Linked DNA regions of Mustela erminea: region 2 is linked to region 1. The links are chromatin contacts, called in public Hi-C maps. All regions are on one chromosome and are shown on one strand. Each heading gives the region's core, a stretch centred on a gene start, on an enhancer-like site or on the middle of the called end of the contact. The rest is flanking DNA. Distances are from core to core; before and after follow the strand shown. Region 1 holds the start of CITED2 (cbp/p300-interacting transactivator 2). Region 2 holds the start of HECA (headcase protein homolog).

Evidence for each region. A called contact is a pair of places that touch in the nucleus more often than the background predicts.
Region 2: a contact with region 1 is called in a Hi-C map of skeletal muscle, with 8 times the contacts expected there. The contact joins the promoter of HECA here to the promoter of CITED2 in region 1. A contact is called at or near these places in 2 of 3 Hi-C or Micro-C datasets (skeletal muscle and spleen).

What each region holds. Positions count from the first base shown.
Region 1 is chr4:62,627,547-62,632,906 of mMusErm1.Pri, forward strand. CITED2 (cbp/p300-interacting transactivator 2) reads left to right here and starts at 1,772. Exons shown (of 2, transcript XM_032339362.1): 1 at 1,772-2,025; 2 at 2,491-3,782. The coding sequence starts at 2,499. The coding sequence ends at 3,320.
Region 2 is chr4:62,848,205-62,853,579 of mMusErm1.Pri, forward strand. HECA (headcase protein homolog) reads right to left here and starts at 1,732. Exons shown (of 6, transcript XR_004284927.1): 1 at 1,148-1,732.

The DNA of each region.
Region 1 (5,360 bases), core at 522-3,021:
AAATATATATATAATATTATATTTGTACACTAAGTATATTTGTACACTAAGTATATATATATAATATTATATTTGTACACTAAGTATCTGGATACGTAACTAGAGGAAGACAGAGAGGTAAGAGATTAACGAAACCAGGATTAGCTTCCTTTTGCAAATTCCTGAAAGGGGAAATGTATGTATCAGAATTTCCAGTCCTCAAAAAATACGGCCTAAAAAAGTCCTGTGAGCAAGAAGGGAGAAGAGGAGGCGTGGAGGGCGGGGGACTAGCTCTTCGTAGCAGGAAGTCTTCAATGGCAATCGAGTCATGAAGAAACAACTCAGAACAGAAGTCCTTATTCGGAGCGCTAAACTCGCTTTTAGCACATAAAGAGCAATATAAAACCTCGGAGCAGGCTCATCATGGTGTTGGGGAAACAACTCGGCTTCCCCATGTGAGAAAGCAAGAGAGCTCCGACCGGGTAGCAGCCCAGACCGGTGTAAGCGTTTTTTATTTGCAAGTCAATGAGCCAAATGGACGACCCGGCTACTTGTGCCGCGTCCTGAGAAGCAAGGTTATTATTATCGCCTATTGCCCCACTGAACAATTTCACTGAAAAGGAAGAGTCCCGACAGCGTGTGTGCGCACGGTGCCATACGGGACGTGCAGCTACGTGCCCACCTCCAGAACGACTTTATTTACAAAGCGATTACCATGTTATCTATTTGTTTTCCCTTTTCAGCAACAGCAGCTTCACTCAGCCCTCGAATTTCTTAATTACAAACCCGTTCGCTTCTAAATCAACCCCAAATCGTCAGGCAGAGCCCGGAGGGAGGCTGTGCAAGTTTGCACACACCCCCACCTCCCGGATCAAGGGCAACAGCAGAAGCAAGAAACTGTGTATGTGCAAAAAGGTGGATCTGGGGACGAGGATCGCTGAGTTTGTTTACAGAGCAGAGACGCCTCAGCTCGGATGCCAAAGCTACCAAGAGCTGCAAACGCAAACTTAGCAGAAGCACACGTACCCCGGGAGCGGCGAGCGGGCCCGAAAGCGCGGACCGGAGTCCCAAGAGCGGGAGCGGAGGCAGCGGGCCCGCGAGCGCGCTCGGTCCACCTGCAGCCGCTGCCGCTCCCCGCCCCCAGCTTCTGTCCTTGAAAGGAGTAGGGGGAAACAAATGCGTCCGCACGCCGTTTACCTAGATCAGGATTACCCAGTGCCCCTGTAAAAAACACAAAGGCACAGCCCAGGAAAGTATACTCGGGAAAGGGGGCATTTTCTGTCCGGGGATTTAAAACCCCACTCGGAGAAACACAGCCATTCTTCGCGGCCCGGGGTGGGGGGCAATGGGGGGTGCTGCAAAGCCGGGGAGGCATAAGGACACTACGGAGGAAGGGGGGGCTGAGAGAACCCGTTTTTCCCGCAGAAGACACCCCAGATCGCTAGCTGAGCCAAGCGGGAGAGCTGGGAGTGGGGGATCCGACCAGAGGGGAGCGGTGCGTTTTCCTCGCTCCTTTCAGGGCTGGCGCTACTTTCGGGCTGGCGCTCCAGAGGTCATTTTCTCCCCGCTCCGGGGGCAGCCGGGCTGATCCGCGTTTATGGGGCAGGAGGAAACCAGAGTCGGCCGCAGCGAGGCGGCGCCTGGGCCCGCAGCCTCTGCGCACGTGCCTCCGGCCGCGGGGACGCGGCTCGCCTACCCGGTCCGGCGTGCCCGGGGCTCCGGAGTCCGCGTTTTGCTACCGCCCGCCCGGGAGGCTCGCTCCGCCCTTCCTGAAATCCCTTATATTAACTGTGGCCAAAGCCCTAAGAAACACAGCTCATTGTTGGCAGCTGCCGGGCGGTCTTACTGAGCTGTGAGGGCAGCAGAGGGGAAATAAAAGGGAACGGCTCCGTTTCTGCCCCAGCGGCCACTGCAAGACTTTGGTGCCGACATCGCGACAGCGAGCGCCCTGCACACCAGAAAGGCCCCCTCTATGTGCTGCTGAGCCGGTCCTGGATCCGACGATCCCGCCCTCGGTCTTCGGAGCAGAAATCGCAGAGACGGAAGGTGAGCGCGGCGGGCAAAGCTGGCTGGGGCGCCTGCCAGCCCAGTCCTCTGAGGGCTGGGTTTGCCCGGAGGAAGAGCGTGAGGCGGAGCTGGGGAATAACAACAGGATGTGCAACAACAGGATGAGGAGGGCTGATTTAATGCCTGAAGTTCGCGGCAGGGCTACGGGGCACTTCCTTTATTAGGCGACTTCGGGGAGCAGAGGGGGGTGTGGGCTCGGGTCCGCCTGCCGGAGCACAGGGGAAGGGGCTGTTTGTTGAGCGCCTATCTCTTGTGGGTGGCAGGTCCGCTGTGGTGGCGAGCCCGGCTGCACAAGCTACTAGTAGGATCGCAGGGAGGGCGAGCGATTTCGCAGCCGACGTGCGTCCGGGAAGCCTAGAGGCCAGAGGCGAGAAAAAGTGGGGTGCGCCGCGGTGGGCTGCACGTGTGGCGCGGGTCCTAATCGTTTGCTCTCTTCACTCTCAGGACTGGAAATGGCAGACCATATGATGGCCATGAACCACGGGCGCTTCCCCGACGGCACCAATGGGCTGCACCACCACCCTGCCCATCGCATGGGCATGGGGCAGTTCCCGAGCCCCCATCACCACCAGCAGCAGCAGCCCCAGCACGCCTTCAACGCCCTAATGGGCGAGCACATACACTACGGCGCGGGCAACATGAATGCCACGAGCGGCATCAGGCATGCGATGGGGCCGGGAACTGTGAACGGCGGGCACCCCCCGACTGCGCTGGCCCCCGCGGCCAGGTTTAACAACTCCCAGTTCATGGGCCCCCCGGTGGCCAGCCAGGGAGGCTCCCTGCCGGCCAGCATGCAGCTGCAGAAGCTCAACAACCAGTATTTCAACCATCACCCCTACCCCCACAACCACTACATGCCGGATTTGCACCCTGCTGCAGGCCACCAGATGAACGGGACAAACCAGCACTTCCGAGATTGCAACCCCAAGCACAGCGGCGGCAGCAGCACCCCCGGCGGCTCGGGCGGCAGCAGCACCCCCGGCGGCTCGGGCGGCACCTCGGGTGGCGGCGCGGGCAGCGGCAACAGCGGCGGCGGCAGCGGCGGCGGCAGCGGCAGCAACATGCCCGCCTCCGTGGCCCACGTCCCTGCTGCAATGCTGCCGCCCAATGTCATAGACACTGATTTCATCGACGAGGAAGTGCTTATGTCCTTAGTGATAGAAATGGGTTTGGACCGCATCAAGGAGCTGCCCGAACTCTGGCTGGGGCAAAACGAGTTTGATTTTATGACGGACTTCGTGTGCAAACAGCAGCCCAGCAGAGTAAGCTGTTGACTTGATCGAAACCCCGGCAAAAAGAATCAAACCCTCCCCACCCCGCCCCCCCAACTTCGGTGTGAATTAAAAAAACATTCCCTTAGACACAGTATCTCACTTTTCAGATCTTGAAAGGTTTGAGAACTTGGAAACAAAGTAAACTATAAACTTGTACAAATTGGTTTAAAAGAATTGCTGCCACTTCTTTTTTTCTGTTTTTGTTTCGTTTTTGTAGCCTTGACATTCACCTCCCTTATGTAGTTGAAATATCTAGCTAACTTGGTCTTTTTTTGTTGTTTGTGTTTACTCCTTAGTTCCTCACTTTCTCCAGTGCTCAACTGTTAGATATTAATCTTGGCAAACTGCTTAATCTTGTGGATTTTGTAGATGGTTTCAAATGACTGAACTGCATTCAGATTTACGAGTGAAAGAAAAATTGCATTAGTTGGTTGCATGAACTCTGAAGGGCAGATAATACTGCACAAACTCTGCCATCTCGCTTCATTTTTTTAACTATGCATTTGAGTACAGCCTAATTTTTTTAATATGCTAAACTGGAAGATTAAACAGATGTGGGCCAAACCGTTCTGGATCAGGAAAAGTCATACTGTTCACTTTCAAGTTGGCTGTCCCCCTCCCCCATATGTACAGACAATAATAGGGTGTGGAATGTCGTCAGTGGCAAACATTTCACAGATTTTTATTTTGTTTCTGTCTTCAACATTTTTGACACTGTGCTAATAGTTATATTCAGTACATGAAAAGATACTACTGTGTTGAAAGCTTTTTAGGAAATTTTGACAGTATTTTTGTACAAAACATTTTTTTGAAAAAATACTTGTTAATTTATTCTATTTTAATTTGCCAATGTCAATAAAAAGTTAAGAAATACATGTTTTCTAGAAGTCATTGGGGGGGGGGTGGTTCCTTTCCGTGGCTTTTTTCCTCTTCTTGAACACTTTATTGATGAGAGTAAGCATTCCAAAGGATAAATTACAGGACACTAAAACAGGTCATGATGAGCTTAAGTGGAGAGCAGGATTTAACATAATTGGCATAATGCTTCATTGTTACCATTGTAACATGCCTCTTGGTGTGCTTTAATCAGAAGCTGCAAAGTTGTCAAAGAGCATTTTTTTTTTCCTTAATTGCCATCATTTTCAAGTGTTCTCCAGAGTTAAGTTTGTAACACTAAATATCATAAATATTTTCTTCACAGTGTGGGAGGGGGGAAAACCAAGTGTTTCTGGTGACACCTGATTCAACTACGTCAATGAAAGATCGGGATAATATACTGGGAGATTGATGAGGATGGCATTAAACATAAATCTGCCTTGATCTCTAGTGACGAATTTTATTTCTCAGCAAAAGTCCTAAGGAGAGGCACACATTTTCCAGCTTAATCTCTGAAATAGCTTCTGACTGGTTTATAGTCCTAAGAGGGAGAGGGGGCAGAATTCCACCTTGAGGCGCTCTATTTTGTTCTACAATACTTAAAATTTACACAGGGAGGTTGATTCAAAGGTCAAATTACAGTCTTCACAAGATGTTCCCTCTCAAGCATGCCCTGTTCTCCAGAATTCTGAGCTTTTTCTGTTAACCGGAAAGGGGTGCAAAGGACATAAGGATAAGATCGTTTAAATTTTACCTAAATGTATTGTCAAAAAGACATAATTATGGTTAAGTAGGTGTCGAGTTTTGCCTTACATGATAAAAGTCATATAGTTGAATTCTCAAGTTATCCCAATTTGAAGATGGAATTTTGTTTTCCCTTTCATGTTTTCCTAGCTTATCTTATAAAAGCAATACATCCACATTCAAGAAAGAATACAGTCTTTTATTATATTTGACCCACTGGAGATGTAAAGAAATAGAGGTGGAGGAAAATCTCACAAATAATACTTTAAAAGAGCATTTCATTTAGACTCTCAGATTCTAATCTTAAATCCCATATTTCATAATAAAAAATCAGAGAAGGAAACAGAAGTGTTAAATTACAGTGAATCTGGCGGAAAGGCTGGTTTCAGAATAATTCAGATCACCTACATTCTATAATTC
Region 2 (5,375 bases), core at 482-2,981, 220 kb after region 1:
ACTTATTTCAATATTGCAGACACACAGCCAATGGGGCCTATGGTTCTGTTCTTAACAGGCTACACTTCAATCTCCTATGTTCAGAGCACTGTGGGGTTCTTCTAAGTGCAGGTGGCCGTTTAAAAAGTGACTGATCTGCATAAAGAATGGCTTCAAAAGCTGAAAAACTACAAGTTAAAAGCCAGATACAAAAATCCTATTCTCCCTTTATTAAATATACCTCTATTCCCTTCCCTGAAAAACCGCCTGAACAGAGGCATTCCAAGAACTGTCCAAGAAAGAAGTGTTGGCCGGGCACCGTGTAACGAAAGCCACGCCTGTGCAGTGACAACGGCAATCCTGTCCACTCTTCCCTACGTGCCCCTCCAAAGGTGCATTCAGGCACTGCCTAAGATTAGTTGGCTTCCTTCTAAAACTGTGAAACAGAATCATACAGAGGTCCTTTTTTTTTTCTTTTTTTTTTAACTCGGGTCTGAGAACGGAAGTCAAGTTCAGATTCTCTTCCTTCCTCAAGCGAGCAAGAGAATTAAAGAGCGCGCGCGCCAGCACACACACACGCGCGCACACACACACACACACACACACACACACGCCCTATAGTAAAAATGTCTCGGGGCCTCTTCACCTGTGGCAGTTGCCGCAGCAAGCCCGGATCTGCAGGGATTTAAGGCTCTTCCTCATTCGGAAGGAAAGACGGGGAGCTGAGGGGGACACCGGGAAGAACGAACTGGTGTCTAAGTTTCCAATCGGATCCCTCTTCTCAACTTGGGCAGCTCTCTTCTTCCCCCGCCCTTCCCCCACGGCCCGGGGCATACACTTGGTCCCGCCAGGACGCGCAGGGCCCGAGGGGAGCACGGCCGCCACCGAGCACCCGGGCGCCCCTCGGAGTCGGAGAAGGAGTCGGGAGTCCGAGGCGCAGCCGACCCCGGGCGCGCGACCCGGGAGCGGCAGAGACCCCAGGAAGGGGCCGAGGAATCGTTACCGCCGCCGCCAGGCGTGGGGACCGGGAAGGGGCAGCCGCCGCGGGGCGGAGAGGCGGGGTGAGCACTTCCTGACTCTCGCATTGTCCACGCACCGCCCGCGCCCCGCCACCGCGCCGTCCCCGTCGGGGAGGAAGTTGGCGCTCGCCCCGCCAGCCCCGTCTTACCGTTCTTGGCGTCGCCCGCGGCTGCAGCCCCCGCGGCGACCGCGGCGTTGGCGGCGCCAGTCCCCGCGCCTCCGGTGCCCGCCGCGCCCCCGGTGCCCGGCGCTCCCGCCGCCGCCGCTCCGCAGCCGGCCGCCGCCGCCAGGCCCCCCCCGGCCGCCGCGCCCGCCGCGCCCGCCGCTGCCAGGGCCCCGGCTCCATTTTCCTGCTCGTCCCCGCTGCTGTTGGCGCGCTTGTTTTTGCGGCCGCCTTTGCTGTTTTTGGGGTTGGGCATCTCGCGAGCGTCCAGGTGCCCGGCGTCAGCGAAGGCGACTCCCCGCCGCACGGCCGCTCCCGGGCCGCGCGGAGCGGGCTCCGGGAGGCAGAGAATGGAGGGCGCGGGCCGGCGGCTCCTCCGGCGCCCGTCTAGCCGCGCGGCCCGCGCCGCGCCATCCCGGCCGCCGCGCCCTCTCCGGCTTCCTGGAGCCGGCGCGCGGCCACCCGAGGCTCGCAGCCGCGCGAGCGCCGCGGGCTCGGGACGCGAGCGAGACGCTCCCGAGCCGGAGGGAAAAGGCGGGTCTCCGGCTTGTTTTGATTCGGCTCCGCTGACACGCTCTGGCCCCGCCCACGCCCGTGACGACACTGGGGATTCGGCCTGGCCGCGCCCACCAGGTGACCTCACGGCGGACTGGCCCGCCCGCGTGACGTCACGCTCGCGCTGAGCCGGCCACTTTCGAGTGACGTCATCCCGGCGCCCTCACCGCGGGCTTGCGGAGCTCCTGGGCATCTGCGAAGCGAGCTACGTGAAGTCGCCCCCTAAGCCAATCCGGGAGCGTCTCAAGCAGTTATTCCGTCGCCTCCTGACCTTCATGTGATGAAGTCTTAGAACAATATGGTCCGGAAAAATAGGCGGGTAACTAGAACAAGAAGTGAAAACAAAGGATTTCGGATTAGTAATCCATCAAAACACCTTCCCCTTCAACATCAGTTCTAGGTTCGGTAATTACAGATGCAAGATTGAGTTCCCAGACAATGGAAATGAACAGCAGAGTCCCTGAATGAGAACCCGGCACAGTGTGGTGGTGAAAGTAGTTCATACAATCAGGACCCACCATCCAGGGATGAAACTAAACGTTGCCTGTGATCACGAAGCGGGTGAGGGGAATACCCAACCCCCATGGATAGGGCTGAGCTGTCCTGAAAAAGAGATGGCTGCGTTGTGAGCAGGCTAAGGTTAGAACGTGACACCTGTGAAGAGAGGCAAAGACCTGAGAGCAGGAGAAAGACCCGTGGGGAGAGTTTTACATGGGCTCACATTTCTGCAACTTTATTGTCTTTTCACAGACCAGCTCCTTCCCAAACCTCAGGTCCCAAATCAAGCGCATTTCCTTCAGGATGTTATAACAGAAACACCTTCCCGGAGGAGCTATCAGAAGTATCACTGTTTGTTTGTTTCATCCATCTCTCATTAAGTTGTCAATGTACATGTTTACTTTTTTCCTATCCATCTCCTTCTTACTCACATGAAGCTCCACAGGTAGTAGATTTTATCAGTCTTGGGCACCTCAGGGAACAACAGCTAGCTTGTATTTGTTGAGTATATAAATTAGATTCTTTTTTCATGAACTATAAAGGAAAAAGTATTTTAGCTGACAATTTACAGTTTTCCCCCTCCTATAGTGTAATCTTTTTTAATTAACCCAGCTCTCCAGTAAAGGCTTGGTGGCTGTGTTGAAAGGCACAAAGAGACAGGCAGGGAAGCACAAGGAAGAAAACCCTCCCCGTGCTTCTCACCTAATGGAGGGATTCTGACTGGGAACAAAGCCCATAGCAGAGCTTGGAGCTACAAGGAGGAATGGTGGATACTTAGGAGCAATTGCTGGTTAGACTTTTCAGCAGGAAAATGATGAACCATTTAATTCCCTAGTATATATTGATGGTTGCATTAGATAGATATTTCATTCCTATATTTTTACATCTATTTCTACCCTAACCTGACCTCCTCTAAGCACTAGAAGAGCAGGGATTGAGTCTATCTTTGTACCTAACTCTTCAGAATCTAACAGAAAGCCTGACCCACAGAAAGCAGTCAGTACAAATCTGTTGAATGGAGGAGCCTACATTCTTCTGGCTACATTTTTCTGAACCTTGAAGTCTCAACTAAATCATCAGTTATCTAGGAAGTCTCCTCTGATAGCCCAAGGCTAGATTTGCCCCCTGTGCTCCCGGTATCTTCCCCACCAAATCAGCTTGCACAGAAAGGTATTGAAAATGCGTTTACTCGTCTGCCTGGGGCCCCACTGTACTACCAGCCCTATTATGGCAGACATTGTGTCTACCTTAGTGATCACTGTATCCTTGGTACTTAACACAGTGCATGGTACACAGTAAGTATTTATTAAATGCATGAAAATTACATGAATAAATGAATGGACAAATGCTTTGAAGGTATATGCAGCAGGATTTGATCACCACCTGGACCTGTAAAGTCAAAAAATTCTGAAAACTGAAGGAAATGCGGCCAGTGATTGATTAAATGGAGACTTCAGGAGGGAAGTGGGAGGAGCTGGGGACAGAGATAATGAGTTAATGTGGCCAGTTCAGATGTAGGTTAATTTCATTACTAAGGTCCTTCACTGAAGGCGGCTAAGCGATCTCACAGTATTTTGGTGACCTTGACTTTGGCCTTTCTTTTTTTTTTTTTTTTCCTTTTTCTTTTGAGTGGGAAGAATGAAGAAGTTTTATGTTAGAATACAAGAAAATTGAGATAACTATTTTCTTGAATAAGCACATTGCTGTCATGCCATATTGGATCAGAGTAAGTATACATGTACCCTGCAGACAGATATTCACACCAGCTGCCTCCCACCTCTACATAACTGAGACTTAAGAACTGGAAGCTTTCCCACAAAAATATCATAATTGGCTCAAAGCACACAGTCATCCAGCCAGTTGTTGTTCTTGTTCATTGTGTAAGCCACCTCCTTCTCATTCAAACGAAAACAAAATCAAAAGGAGGAAGGAGATGCTGGGCTACTTCTTCCACGCTTAACCTTGCTCATCTATTTTTAGCCTTAGTCAAATTTGATGCAGAGGCAACAGTTGCAATTTTATTCTGAAAAAAAGTACTAAAACGAAGATATTAGGAACAAAATTTTTAAATAAATTTAGGGACTCCATTTCCTACTTCCATACAACATGTGGAATTTCCTTGGAATTCTAGCCCTTTTATCTTTCTCTTTTCACACCATTTCTAAAACAGAGAGAAAAGGAGAAAGCCTATCTAAAGAGCAAAAGATGGATGGTGACACAAAGCTCTCCCCTCAGATGCTTCTAGAAGGAAATATGAAGAACTCTAGGAAACCATGGGAGCCCCTATGCTCTGTACATCCACACCTGGCTTCCCTTTTTTAATTTCTCTGATCAACCCATGCACACTGAAATAAATTTTTTTAAAAAGTATACCTATACCCAATGTTTCCTTCTCCCAAAGTTCATCACCTACTCCGTATCCAGGTCTTCACAAATCTGAGTAAAACACAGCAACAATCCAGGTCACCAAGGGTAAACAATTTATACCCCCGAGGAAAGAGACAAGCCAATTTTCAGACTGCATCAGAATAAGTGGTCATTGTTTCAATGTTCTTGTTCTGTTTCCATTTTTGCTTGACATGTGTACCTGTCTTCTAAAGTCTTGGGGTCAACTAAGTCCTTTGGGCTAGAATTAGCCTGATCTACTAAAGTCACTTCAAGTAAACATACCTTGAACAATGCCTATTATCTGTATGCACCAGTTTCTTCTTCTAGAAATAGTCTTTTCTATGCCCAGAGGTTTACTTTGAGGAATGGTAATAATTCTGATTATAAAGAATTTTTACAAAAGGGAATACTAATGCAAATAATGGCATGAATTATTAAATACCATAGATCTGCTCTCCTATTAAACCTCCCCAATTATCAATAGTAACATTTTTCTCAAATATGTATTGTCATAATCTGTTTTTAGGCCTTTAGTTTGACTTTTATATTATTTCCATAATCTACAAAAGCAGTCATATAGAAGACCAGAATTCTGTTCTTCAAATCCCTGAACTTGCATCTTACTCTAACCTCTGTGCTTTCTTTGCTCATACTATTGTCCCAACTCAGCATCAACACTGTCATGGATCCCAATAATTTAAATAAGGCACTCCTTTCAAGAGATATATCAATTATCTTTTCCAGGACAACATCCCTGGACTCATACTATTCA